Regions from separate parts of the Mus musculus genome. Here region 2 is linked to region 1. A link is a contact called in public promoter capture Hi-C data. All regions are on one chromosome and are shown on one strand. Each heading gives the region's core, a stretch centred on a gene start, on an enhancer-like site or on the middle of the called end of the contact. The rest is flanking DNA. Distances are from core to core; before and after follow the strand shown.

Region 1 (6,794 bases), core at 2,152-4,651:
TCCAGTTAGGTCTCAAACCTGGCACAAATAAATAGGCCTCAGGTGCCTATTTAACATATCAAAGTGGATTTGGCAGTCAGGTTCTCCCAGCATCCTTCAGTCCCTACCTGTTGCAGGGCCCCCCTGTCTAGCACATCCCAACCCCTGCCCTAAACTTTTCCAGCGCATGTATTAGCTTAGACTTCCTTCCCTATACAATGTACAATGTAATTTTGGCTATCTGGCCTTTTTTCATCTACCTTTACCTTTCAGGTCCCTTGGCCTGGCTCTGCTCCCTCTCTGCTCTGCACAAGGCCCAGCGCAGTCTACTCACACTCACCCTGGATTCTCCCAGATGCCTCTGGTCATGCTCTCTCTTTTATTTACAATAAACATTCTCCTCCCCCATCCTCAAGACCAGCCACATCCTTCCTTTTTTCTTTTTTGTTCACCTCCTTCTAGGAGCTAAGGCATCAGGAAAGGGAGGGATTGAACTCAACTCAAGCCAAGCTGAAGACAGACTTGCAGGGACAGTGATGCTATCAGTGTGATGGAGGTGGAAAAGGAATACTAGAGAGCAGGAGCTGCTTTCCATACCCTCTCACTGCACAGTCACTCACCGAGGGACCAGCTTTCTTATAACTTCCCTCAAGCAAGAGAGTTCAAGTTTACAAACTGAAGTTCCCAGGAGAGCTATACCTGTGTTAAAGATGTTAGAAGGTTGATTACAACCGTGTGATTGTGGAGAGTTGGAATGCTGCAGATCTTGAGACAAATTACCTTGCTTTAGATCATTTAGTAACTGCTTATTGCTCATCTCTGTGTCTGACCTAACATTTCTGTGACTTACCAGGTAACTTAGAAAACTAGTGTCCACCAACCCAAGAGTTAGAAATGTCATCAGCTAGCACCTGAGACATGTAGCATAGATTTTCATGCTTTGCTGTAACCTGAGTGTCTGATTTATAGCTTGCTTTTGTTCTCTGTGGCTACAAAAACAGGAAATCATCTCTTATTCGGTGTGATGTGAATCTGTGTTCTTGGGTCACGGCAATTCATATTTGATCCAGGGATAGGATGAACTATCTCTGATTTCTCTTGAGGTTAGAGCTGTTTTGTGCCTACTGGTAATAGATTGAGGACAGAACAAAAGAGCAGAAATTGGATGAGGAGTTGGGAAATGGCCTTAGGGAGGAGGTGATGGTGCCCAGTGCTTCCAGGAATGAGCCCAACTCCTCATGGCAGCATGTGGCATGGCAGCACTCCAGACTGTGAGACCAGCAATTATCAAGGTGTTTGTGAATTGTGAGGCCAGTGACACTGGGCTCTGATTAACACCACTTAATGACTGCTATCCTCTAGGATGCCAATTCTATGAGACTCCACTCTCAGGGCAGGAAGTCAGCAGACCTGGGAAGACACCACTTTACTCCTGCAGCAAAGAGGGGCTTGGATTATAAGAATACAAGCAGCTAAAACCTGCTTGTCATTAATCATCACAGCCAGTCAGGTCTTCTCTACTTGGAAGCTGATGGGAGACGACTTCTTGAGTCCTGAAGTTTCTGACCAACCTGGTCAACACTGCGAGACCCTGTCTCAAAAACAAATGCAGACTCAATCTCCAGTGCTTCTATCTCTATACACGGAAGAGTATGTAACACCGATACTGTTGTTGTTCTTTAAGTTAGGGTCTCTGTAGCCCAGGCTGGACTTGAGTTCAAAATCATCCTGTGTCAGCTTCCTGAATGCTGGGATTATAGGCATGTGCCACCATACCTGGCTCTTTTACAGCTTTGCCATCTTGTCTCAATTCACTTGGTTTTGGGTCTTACTCTGCAGCTTATGTTACCCTGCAACTAATTTCAGAATCAGCTAGCCTGGGACTTTGTGTCAATCCTCCTGTCTTAGTCTCCTGGGTATAGGATTACAGATGTGAACCACTGCTTCTGGTGGGAAATTTCAAAACGTGTGGTTTCCCAGCCAGTTGCAAAGAGAACTGGGAACCCTACACCTGCCCATCTGAGTCTTGGATAGGTCTGACATGAACCCCAAGGCAGAAAGGGTCCAGCAGTGAGATTTAGTCAGTGTTCTGAGGTACTGATGTAGCAGTACTCTTAATCAGAAGTATTTCTTGCCCAAGGCAGGCAACTTTCAGGGCAGGAGAGATGCTGAGCTTTGAACTGACAGGCAGTTTAAAAGACTGAACCCAAAAGACTTTATCCAAAAAGTCTCAGGACTTTGAGGCTGGCTTTGAAGGCCAGACTAATTTGCCTGTTTTACATAGGAAATCTGCGAAGAAGACTGCCTTCTCTTTCCAGGTCTCAAACAACGATTTATGGTGAAGCACCTGGGCTTCAGGCATCAGAGCTCCCTTGCAGAGAACTGATGAGAACCTCAAAAGAGCTACTAACAGCTGCAGTGTTGGTTACAACACAGAGCTGGGTTAACAGTTTCAGGGGAAGCCTTAGCTTTCAGATTCGGCCTTCCCAATTTCACAATGCCGTCGGGACCCTTCAGGTAAGGGGGTATGGATGTCACGCCCAGACCACCCATTCCTGGGGAAACGTCGCCGCCTGGCCTTTGCCCGAGAGTAGGTGCTGGGAGCCGGCACCTTCCCATGGGCTCCAGCCCCAGTAGGTGGTAACACGTTGACAATGACAGGCGTTAGCCATGTGCCAGGAAACATCCTCAGTGCTATCTTATTAATGCATTTAATGATCAAACAAGTCCAGGAAGGCTGGGCCATGACCCTTTAACTATGGGCGAGGACCATCACGGGGGCGACGTCACATAAACCCGAGACTCCCGACCATGGGGACAGAGGCGCGGCCGAACCTAGACACCCCGGCGTCTCGGAATGTGAAGAGTCGGTGACGCGGCGAATGATCAAGACGCCGCCAGCCCGGGAGGGGCTCTTAGTCTGCGCGCGCCCGGTGGTGGCGCGGCCCAACGCCTTCTCATCACAGCAGTCCCTTTAACCCAAACTTTCTCCCTCTACTCGGACCCCAGCACGCACACATTGGCTGAACCACATCCGCCCAGGACCGCCTCCTTCCACTGCCTATTGGCTACATCAAGCATCAATCCCCATATAAGACTTCCGATTGGCCCGTGTTCTTGTCAATCAGGTGGGTCATAGGGTGGGCGGAGCCCAGAGCGCCGCGCCAGCCTCACCGCCTAGCCTCCCTCCTGTCTGCCAGACTGCGGACTCCGACAGGTCCCAGGGCCAAGGCCAGAGCGGCACACAGGGGCGGGACTGCGCGCGGCTCCGGGGACTCACCGATCCGTTGTCCCACCGGAGAGCTGAACGGATTTCCCAGGAGAAAGTCCATTGCCGCGGCTACCGCTGCCACCAGCTCCCAGAATCAGGTGACAGCAACCGCCGGCGCCGCCGACCCGCCACGTGACCCGTTGGCCAGCCCGCGGGGTGGTGCCGGCAGGCGGGGGCTCTGGAGCGCAGCCACGAGGCCCCGCCCCCTACTAGGCTGCCCCTGGGCCGTGGCTGACGCCACACCAGGGCGGGGCCTGGGAGGGCCGGCTTCTAAGCCACGCCCCTGAAGCTTCAGTGCGCGCCACTGTGGAGCCTGGAAGTCTTGACATCCTGAAACTGGGTCTCTGGCCAGGGAAAGACCTGGGTCAGGTTACGCATACTCAGACAGGTATTAGTATTAGTGTCTTAGCCTTTAGTCCTGGGGACCAAGCCCTGAGGATGACAGCCTCCTTGCCCAAGTCGGACTCGAAATTTCCATTTGATGTCTCCCCGCTCCAAGAGCCAGAGGAGGCAAGGGCCTGGGTTTTTGCTCTCTTGAGACAGAGAATGAACTGCCTGTCCTGTGGCAAATGCTTTCACCTCATAAGCCACCTCATCTGCCTTGGCTCTCACCTGGCAAACCGGAAAAGTGCTTTTTCCTTATCTGTTCCCCTCAGCTGTAAATATCCATAATGTAATGCTTTCAGAGTATTGAGGTGACATGAAAATCACTCATAAGGCATTCCGTAATGGTTGCTTCCTCCTTGCTGTATCTTTGTAAGGCATTATGTTTTAAACTTTTAAATTTTTTTTTAACTCTATATGTGTGTGTTCCATGGTGCATACAGAGAGGTCAGAAGAAAACGTGGAGGAATCGATTCTCTCACCACATTTAATCTGAGATTAAACAAGTACTGTGGGCCATCACACTTCCTCCTCCATTTTGGCAGGGCTCATACCTAGGACTTTGCCACACTGAAACCCGGTGCTGCAGTCCCCCCCACCCCCCCTTTTTTTTTGACAATATCCCTTGTCTGGCCTCAAACTCAGATCCCTGGGGTGTTGGAATTGGAGAAGTATGTGCATCATAGCATGCAGCCTTATTATTATTATTATTTTTTTTTTGCTACTTATGACTTTTAACATTTTGTTTTTCCATTAACTTTTTCCTTAACCATGAAAGGTCAAATTTCCATATTTCAATGTTCACAGTATTAGCACATATTCACTTCAGGCCATGTGGCTGTTGACTCAGAGACAAGGAGGTGACATCACATTTTTTTTTTATTTAAAATAGACAAGACTCTGGAAAGCTCCTGGGATATGAACTGTCTGTTTTTTGGCATAGAATTTTCATGCAACTCTGACAAAAGATTGATGGATACTTTTTGATTTAGGCCAATAGCAATATTTTAAATGGTTTCATTTGCTATGCCACAACTATCATATTCTCTCCTTTTATAATACATGCAAATGATATTTGAGAGCCTTTACATATAAGGTGTGTTCAACCTGAGACCCAAGGGCTGCATGGCCCAGGATAGATAGGAACATGGTAACTTGACCTTTATTTCAGGATTTGGTTTTAAAATTTTTAAATTTTGTGTTTGTGTGTGTGTGTGTACCTCTGTGTGGGTATATGCACTTGTGTGCTGGTGCCTAAGGAGGCTACAGAGGGTGACTGATCCTCTGAAACTGGAGTTACATTCAATTGGATGAGTGTTGGGATCTAACTTGGGTCCTTATCAAGGGCAGGAAATATTCTTCACCAGTGAACCATCTCTTCAGCCCCCACTCCCTTATAGAGAAATGTCAGGGTAGAGTAGAGTTATACCGACTACGATTAGCCCAATTAGGGAAAAGACAGCTAAGACTGGACTATAAATATTAAAAATGAGATCTTTAATATAAGTACAAAATATTGTTTCTTTATACAACTGTAATAGGATTTGGATCAAACCACTAGGATTTATTTAAAAAAACAAAATAAAACAATGATATAAAAACAGCAAGAAGGCCTGAATCCAAAATTTTTCCTCTAATAGTACCAAATACCACAAGGTACAGATTATTATACAAATGTGTACAAATCTTTAATACAAATACAACAGGGCTAGGCTTCAGAGGAAAACAAACCCGAAAAAGCCGGTTCTCCTTAGGAGTTCACTACTGTCTGTAGCAAGGGCAATGGAGGACTGGCTGCTTCCTCTACCACACATGTCTTCCCTGGCCTCTCCTTGATACCATTTCTCACAGGAAACTTCTGCAGGGTCAAATGAGGTTCTGACATGTTAACTCAAATGGAAATTTCTGCTCTGCTTGATTTCAGTTCCCACATATTTCTGTTCCTTTCCCTATTTCTCAGATTAAATCTCAAAACTGCTCTGAGCTGACACAGTCCTGTGAGAAGCTTAGCTGTGACAGCAGTCGGGCTATGGGAAGGAGTTCCCTAGGATGCCAGCTGGCTACATGGTCCCCAAAGGTTTACTGTGATGCTGCCTCGTTCCATCCAGGCCATTAGAAGAAAGCATGGTTATTAACTCAGCTTGGTTTTGGCAGGGAAGGGAATCTCTCACCGAGTTCCCAAGCAACCCTGGAGCACTCAGCTATCTTCTCTCTAATGGGGAAGCAGGTCTGGGTCTTTGGGAATAAGGGAAATTAGGAATGGTGACATTCCTTTCTATTTCACTTTCCTAACATTATTGAGGGCCATGAAGTTCCTTTCTGAGTCACAACACCTTAACATATGGACGTCTTGGAGCTTTTAGACAGACATTAAGAAATGACAAATCTGTATGCTCCACATGCTCCTGCTGGTGGAGGCTTGTTATTAAATTATATATACAGAAATTTACAGGATAAATTAAAATCTAAGAAATTCTAAAGAGTTAAATACACATAATTAAAATATACACTCACACGCACATATAGATAACCCTCCTGAGAACCAAGAACTTCTTTGTGATCCAGCTCTGTGTGGAATGCAGAGCACAATGTACCCACCAGGGGAACCAGAGCTGAACCAAGAACCACCAAACAGCTAAGCAGCAGAATCCTCAGGATTTGTTGGGCAACCAATGCTGCTAGTGGAAGATGGCAGCTTTGGTTTTTATACACCAAGCCTTGCTGGCCAGACAAGCAGGTTCAACAGGTGGCACCAACAGCTTTGGTTTCTGCAAGGTATTTATTTCTCTGCTGCCAAGAATCACATAGCTGAGGCTATAGATGGTACCGATGACTCTGTGGAACCGTGGTTACAATAAAACTGGAGACACAGGTATCTCTTTAGTAGGAATTGGAATGAGTCCCCTACCCAGTCCACCTAAGCTCCACCTCCCCACCCAGGTTACTCCATGTCCAAAAGTTTGTAGTCAGCTGGCCTCCTCCCAAGATCTTTACTACATTTCTGATTATAAGACAGGTAAGGCAAATGGTCAGTGATGGGTCTGGAGGTAAACCCAAGCTTGGAAAAAAAAAAAAAATCACATTTTAGCAGTCTATGAGGAGATATACATGGCACCCAGAATAAGCCCCTAGTCCCCAAATTACACTGATTTTTTTTAAG
Region 2 (6,794 bases), core at 2,431-4,930, 4.3 Mb before region 1:
CTGTCTTATGCCTGTAGAGAAGTGATCAGTTCCCCCAGATATGGTGAGTTTCTCTCTTTATCCTTATTCCTCTAGGAACTTCCCCAGGATTTTCCAATGCACAAAAGTTAGGCTAGACACTAACTTGTCCCATGCCCCACAGTTTGCTGGCCCTGTCTTAGATGCTTTAACCTTTTCCTTCGACTTTTTCAATAAAGGCTTAAAATACATGTTTGTCTATAAGAATACTTGAGCTACACTGCATGTATTCCTAGCTAATGCTGATGGATATTAATGTATTGATGGTTATGGACAGTGTGTTCAACTACGGCAACACCAGGGGAATGTACGTTAACACACATGTCAATCTTATAAGCTTAGACAGCAAGCACAATGACATTAGTCTTAGAAAAACTGCTGACAGACATTAGAAAATAAGTCACAGACCAACATGACTCATAAATACAGCAAAAGTTCCACATAAAATGCCTTAACACAGTTAGTTGAAAGGAAAAGATAAAATGAGAAAGAATATGAACAATAAAATTTAGCTATGTAATTTAAGTATGCTTCCCCCACCAGGCAACATGCTGATACACTGCCAGGTGGGCGGCTTCCAGATTCTCTCTGCTCTTCTCCCTAAGGAAGGTCAGCACCACATTAACCAGGCTGGGGACCAGGGTGAAGTCAGTGCCCTGTGCTAAGCACTCATCTGCTGCCACCTGCTGGGAGGCAGAGCTGGGCTTCCAGCATCCTTAAAAGGTTTCACAAGGATAACCTTGGATGTACATTGTTGCCTATTCCATAGAAATGACCAGAAAAAAACGCCTTTGGGCCTGAAAGAAATGAACGATTTTAGGGTAAATTAGCTGCAGAGAAGATGTGACCTGAATACAAAACGGAGATGCATTCTTTCCCTTCCACAGAAACTAGATGGCATATTTGCACTTCCCATGAAGTGGTTTACAATGCAGTTTCTTAAAATGCTGCACTTCAAAAGTACTGATCAAGTGTCTACTTAAAGGTAACTAATGGTAACTAGCCATTTGATGTGGGCTAATGGAGAGATGAAGTGGGTAAGACAAATATACAGATACGTAGGAAAACAGTCAATTCAAAGAATATAGCAATGGTTGTTGGAGGCAGAGTAATGACCCTTAAGGCCATCACATTCTTATTTGAACGGAGGAGAGGTGTAGCCCTGACTTTGAGTGGAGACTGCTGGGGTGGATTTGAGGCTGTTTGGGACTGTTGCTTCCCCACTCTGGCTTCTCTTTTTTATAGGAGATAGTTTTAACCATCTTATAATTCTGTCTCTTATTCCAATGACTATTTTTGTACTTTGGGAGCAGAGAATTTATTTTCTAGTCACTTAGGTCCAGATGGGAAATAATTTTGCCCTGGATAGAAACCCAGAGTCTCACCCTTATTGAATTTAGAAATTTTACATGATTTAATCTTTTTAGACTTAGATGTTGTAATGCTTTGAAACTATGCAGTTCCTCTGGGAACAAGGACTGAATGAATTTTGCATAAGAACATTATGACTCTTTGGGGGCCAGAGGTGTGGTAGGGAAAGCTTCCCCCAATACAGATTTCCACACTTTCATCACCAGAGCCTGTGAATATATTTTCTTACAAAACGCAAAGGAACGTGGGAGCTATGATTAAGGACCTTGCTATGGTGAGATTATCCTAAGTGGGCCCAATTTTGTTACACCAATCCTAAAAACTAAAGACCTCTTTACTGATGCTACTGCCTTTGAAAGGAGAGGAAAGGGGCTACAGACCAAGGCACCTCAGGGGCTTCTAGAAGCTAGAAAGAACAAACTAACACTCTTCTCTCTGAGATTCTAGAAAGGAATGAAGTCCTCTGACAAGCTGACTTCAGCACAGGGGGTTAGTTGCACCCTGACCTACAGAAAACAGTACATTTCTGTTCTTTTAAATTGCTAAGTTTGTACCAACTTTTATGGCAGTAATAGAAAACAAATAGATGACTGTACTTACTCTGTTCATGCATTACAATAAGAGATTCCCATGTAATTCCCTTGAAGGAAACAAAGGCATATCTGATTAGTATCCATATTCTGACCCTCTGTTGCCTAGCTGATGTGATTTCCAATTCTCTGAGGCTTATAGCACCTGCTCTGGCTCCCTGTTCTTTAAACACATTAAAGATGGAAATAGGTTATATGCAAATATGATGCCATGCTGTAAAGGGACTGAGCATGCCAGCCTCAGGCGTTCCAGGAGCCTGAACAGTATCTGGCAGCTACTCAAATTTGTTGAAATGAAAATTTAAAAAGTCACAACTGACAGATTACAAAGACTCACAAGTCTTATACATACCATGGCAAACAGCGCTGAGCAGTAACCAAAAGATTATATGCATTACGTAAGTTGGTTGGTGAATTCCCAAGCCTTAATATATGGACTTAAATATGATATTTGTAATAACGAGGTCATTTCCAAACCCTTCCCAGTGCTCTTAGACATGGTGCAGCATTTGTTAAGGTCAGATTGTAAGAAAACTACTGTATCATGAATTTTGTATTTCTTCTTTGTAAATGTTTTAATAATTGCTAGGTACAAAGTTTCACTGGTTTTTAATTTTCAAAAATATTTTTATGTATCTACAAGTAGGAATGTGCTCTACATGTGTGCCTGGTGTTCTCAGAGGCCAGAGGAGGGCAGTGATTTCTTTGGAACTGGATGGCTGTGAACCTCCCTGTGGGCACTGGGAACCCAATCTGGCTCCTTTGAAGAGCAGCCAATATGTTCTTACGTTAATGTTAATCTCTGAGCCATAGCTCCAGTCCCAACAACTTTGCTTTTAAACATTTAAAACTTACGGTGGACGAGTTAAAGGAGCACTTACCGCTGCTGTTTAAGCTGCCTGTTTTTAACGTACTATCGTACCTTTCTCTGTCTCCACACACTTTCCTTCTGGACTGCCTGAAATTTGTAGGTCTCATGACTTCAGTAATTTTTTTTTTTTTAAATTAGCTACAGTGTGGCGCGGTGGGGCCCACCTTTAACCCCAGCATTTGTGAGGCAGAGCCAGGTAGTATGTAAACCAGCATGGTTTTAGGGAGTTCCAGGTCGGCCAGAGAGACCTTATCTCAAAAACACAAATAAAAAAATTAATTACCATTCAGCCCCAGTGCAAGGTAGAACCAGGTCAGGTGCTTTCAAGGGAGAGCCTGCCCACGCCTGGCGAACCTCCCCGGGCACTGCTGAGGTGGTGAGCACAGGCCTCTGGATGTGGGGCATAAGAAATATTACTACGAGTGCATCGGTTTTAAAGAAAGTGTGGGCCCCTGAGCCACTCAGAACTGCCATTGTTCGGCCGTGCATTTCGACTGGGGCTGGAGCGGCTACTCCAACAGGTGGCAACGTGCTCTGCAAAGTTTGCCTACGTCGTCCTCAGTGACCCGTCTCACGTTTCCAGGCGCGGAAGGAGTGGGCCTGGGCACCGCGGCCGCTGAGGGTTGGGCCGGGCCAGCCGAAGCCAGGACGCATTCCAGGTGGGGAACGCTGAGCCCAGAGCGGCCCTCACCACCCACTTCCCGCCCAAGCACACCCCGCCACCCGCGCCTGCGCCCGCCGCGGGACAGCCTTCGCTAAGCGACTGCGCCTGCGCGGGGCGTCGCGTTACGCCTGCGTGCCGCCGGCGGCGGAAGGAGCGAGCAGGGCGGGAGCAGTGGGCGGAAGGGGCGGTGCTCTGCTGCGCGGCCTCGCGAGGGTGAGTGTGGGGCCCGGTGCGCGCGGAGGCCAGGAGTCGGGGCCGCGGTGCGTCCTCCGCCCGGGGTCAGCCCCGCTGTCGGGGGCGCCCCCTGGAGGCTCGCGGGGGGCAGCCGAGGAGGATGTGGCTGAGTCGGGGGCGGGGTGGATGTGGTGGGGCCTGCAGGAAGGACTGGAAGGGACTGAGCGCTTTTTCCTTACATAAGAAAGGCGTCGCAGTCGCTGCTGTCAGGTTCTCGTGGGCCGGTTTGTGAGCTCGTCTCGGGCAGCGCGGAAGGAGCCAGGCCCGGAGGCTGTTCAGTGCTAAGGAGCTCCGCCTGCGGAAGGGAGCAGCAGACCCCTCAGAGGGGAAGGAATACAGATTTGCAGGTTATAAAGCAGGGTTCACTGGGAGTCACAAAGCGGTGTCTGGGTTGCCAAACACCGTCGCGACCGCGCCGGTAGCGTTCCACAGAAGACATGCCAACTTCAGATATGTTTCTCATTTGAAAAATGAAGGAGAGCCTAAGAAAAGGGTTTCTTACTGTCGCCTTTCTTAACAGTTCCCTTGCATATATTTTGGAGAACAAAGAAACTATAAAAAGTGGCTAAGCTAGTAGAAAACCAATTTCCAGGAGAAACAAAACGTTTGGAGGGTTATCTACAATGTCTCGAAAGTTCTTTGACGAAGTAAATATATTCAAGGAAATAGTATTTTTATTAGGATGGTTCTTTTAAGGCTTTGTTTCCTATTAGAGACTATAAACATGGAAAGTTATATAATCATGAGGAACGTAAATGGTGATTACAAAATGTGAGGGTGTCATAAGAATATATTTGGAATGGATGGAGCAAGTGAATGGTTGGAATTTGCCCCAGCTGATTGATGTCATGTGGGAAAAGTAGACATTTAGTCTTGCTGTATGTAAGAAAGGTGTTGAACATTGCTTTAAAATCAGTGCTTTAAAATCATTCATTGCCACGGGTCTTCTACAGAGATCTGAGTTTTCTGGAATAAGGAACAAGTATCTATATTTTTATGTGATCCTCCCGTTGGTTTTAATGTGATTGGTGTTGGGTTGAGTTAACAAGCACCCTCTGTGAGCCGGGTATCACCTAAGTTAGTATTCAGAATAATTTGATTTAGAGAAGAAAGATTTCCCCAAAGCCAGGATCATCAGGAGAGGATTTAAGAGAAGAGTGGATTTAAGCAGAGGAGAAATGTTGTAGAAGAGGAAAGATGAGACCAGTTAAATCTGGAATGTGGGAAATTGGGAAAGTAAGTACTAGGTTTGGAAGACCAAGTCTCCTTAGAGGAAGGAGGTCTGAAAGGAGAGTATGAGAAAATTGTGCAGCAGAAACAGACTATTGGACTTGGTTCTAGGGCATCAGTGTCACACAGAAGGCTTAAGAATGCTTGCAGTGGGGGCCCACTCCCCTAGTCAGAATGCCTGGAGTGGGGCCTGAGCGTTCCCTCTCACAGGTACTCCTGGTCTGGTTTGGGAGATCACTGTGCTAGGACGCGGAGGAATTTGAACAGAAGAAGCTAGATTCATGTTCCAAGATGGATCTTACTGAGCAGTCCAAGGGCACTGGAGAAAGAGTGGAGAAGGGCAGTGTTTCTCATTCTTGATCAGCACGAACTTGGCACCAGGTCCTGCCCGAGTGCACAGCCATTATTCACACTTGCTATTCCCCTGGCCTGCTTATATTTGCACAAGAAGAGCCTGAGACCATAAGAGGGCTCAGTTACCAGTGCTAGTCTCACTAATGCTGCAGATTTCCAGAGCAATGAATAACAACATTTAATGGTGAGAGGGTCCCAGCACAAATTGACCTCAGAGTAGAAATTTGGACATGTGACTCTTTCTGGAAATAGTGAAAGATAAAGTAGACAGGAACCTCAGAGAAGCCCTCCCGAGGCAGTGAGTGTGTTCTGTGTTACCCTCACTTATCAGCGACCACCTTAACCACTCTGTAAAACCATTTTAAAACTTGAAAGGGAGAGGTGAAGCTTTGAGCAGGGGTGGAGATGATAAGCAGGCTAGTGGTATCTGACAACATAGTTTCCAAATCAAAATCAGTTACACACCGGGTGATTGTGTGGCCTGTGTGTATTGTACTATATCATAGACACTGATTGGGTTTAAAATGCCTTTTCTTGTCATGGTAATTACTGACATTAAGAATATTCACTTGCTCAGTTCCAAGACAAATATCCCAAGTCAGGCCCTGCTGCTGAGCAAACTCCCAATGCAGAAAAGTGGGTATGGATCAGACTTTTAAAGGAAAAACACACATTTACAAGTGTTCTGCTTTCAAAATATCAATTAGCAGTCAGTGTAATGGAGTTATGGACTAACGTAAAATTATTACATATATTCTTTGATTCTGCGAACGAGCTATAGATACAGAGCACCCATGGTTTATAGTAGACTGCCATCTTAAAAGTTACCACTGTACATTGTGATGAGGGTTGTCAGGCTGGGGGAGTAATCACACTATGGTTCCTGGAGGATGAAGAGGGTTTTGTGAGATAATGAGAAAGAGCATGTCCCACATGGAAAGACTATGGTGACAGCCACTCTGGGAAAGAGCGTAGCTGCCTCTGGAGTCTGTACACACAGAATGGAGACAGCAGGAAAGCAAAGGTTGAGGAGGAGGGGGTGTCAAGAATTCATGGAGGAATATAAGGTATTTATGTCATCACTGCTTGCCTGGATTGTAAACTTGATGCCACCAGGAGTCATTTCTGACCCATATGCCAGTACATTCCAAGGTCTAGCCCAGGGCCCTGCATATGGTAGCTTCTGCATAAGTATTTATTGACTGTGCCATTGCACAGTCATAGAAGAAAACATTTTTATTTTTAAGGTAAGGCAGGGGGAGCCTTGAAGGTAGGTTTGAAGGAGAGTATATGAGCATGAGATGCCTGATAGCGTGGAGGATGAGTAGAGAATGTGTGAGAGGTGGCGTTGGTAGACTGTGGGCTTCCAGACTTCACAGTGTACTCATTGCAGGCTGCGGTAGAAAACCAGAAGAAACAGTGCTCGGGAGGATTATCTATAAAAGGGATACATGTTATCGAG

The links. Promoter capture Hi-C pulls out the DNA fragments that hold promoters and counts their contacts.
Region 2: a promoter capture Hi-C map of pre-B cells shows a contact between it and region 1, with 3 times the contacts expected there. The contact joins the promoter of Mmaa here to the promoter of Tom1 in region 1. A contact is called at or near these places in 2 of 39 promoter capture datasets (liver and pre-B cells).

What each region holds. Positions count from the first base shown.
Region 1 is chr8:75,030,293-75,037,086 of GRCm38.p6, reverse strand. It overlaps Tom1 (target of myb1 trafficking protein), which reads right to left and starts at 3,401. Exons shown (of 15, transcript NM_011622.3): 1 at 3,260-3,401. The coding sequence starts at 3,311. It overlaps Hmgxb4 (HMG box domain containing 4), which reads right to left. Exons shown (of 11, transcript NM_178017.2): 11 at 5,109-6,794.
Region 2 is chr8:79,291,847-79,298,640 of GRCm38.p6, reverse strand. Mmaa (methylmalonic aciduria (cobalamin deficiency) type A) reads left to right here and starts at 3,680. Exons shown (of 7, transcript NM_133823.5): 1 at 3,680-3,727. It overlaps Gm4890 (predicted gene 4890), which reads right to left and starts at 3,563. Exons shown (of 2, transcript NR_045823.1): 1 at 3,134-3,563.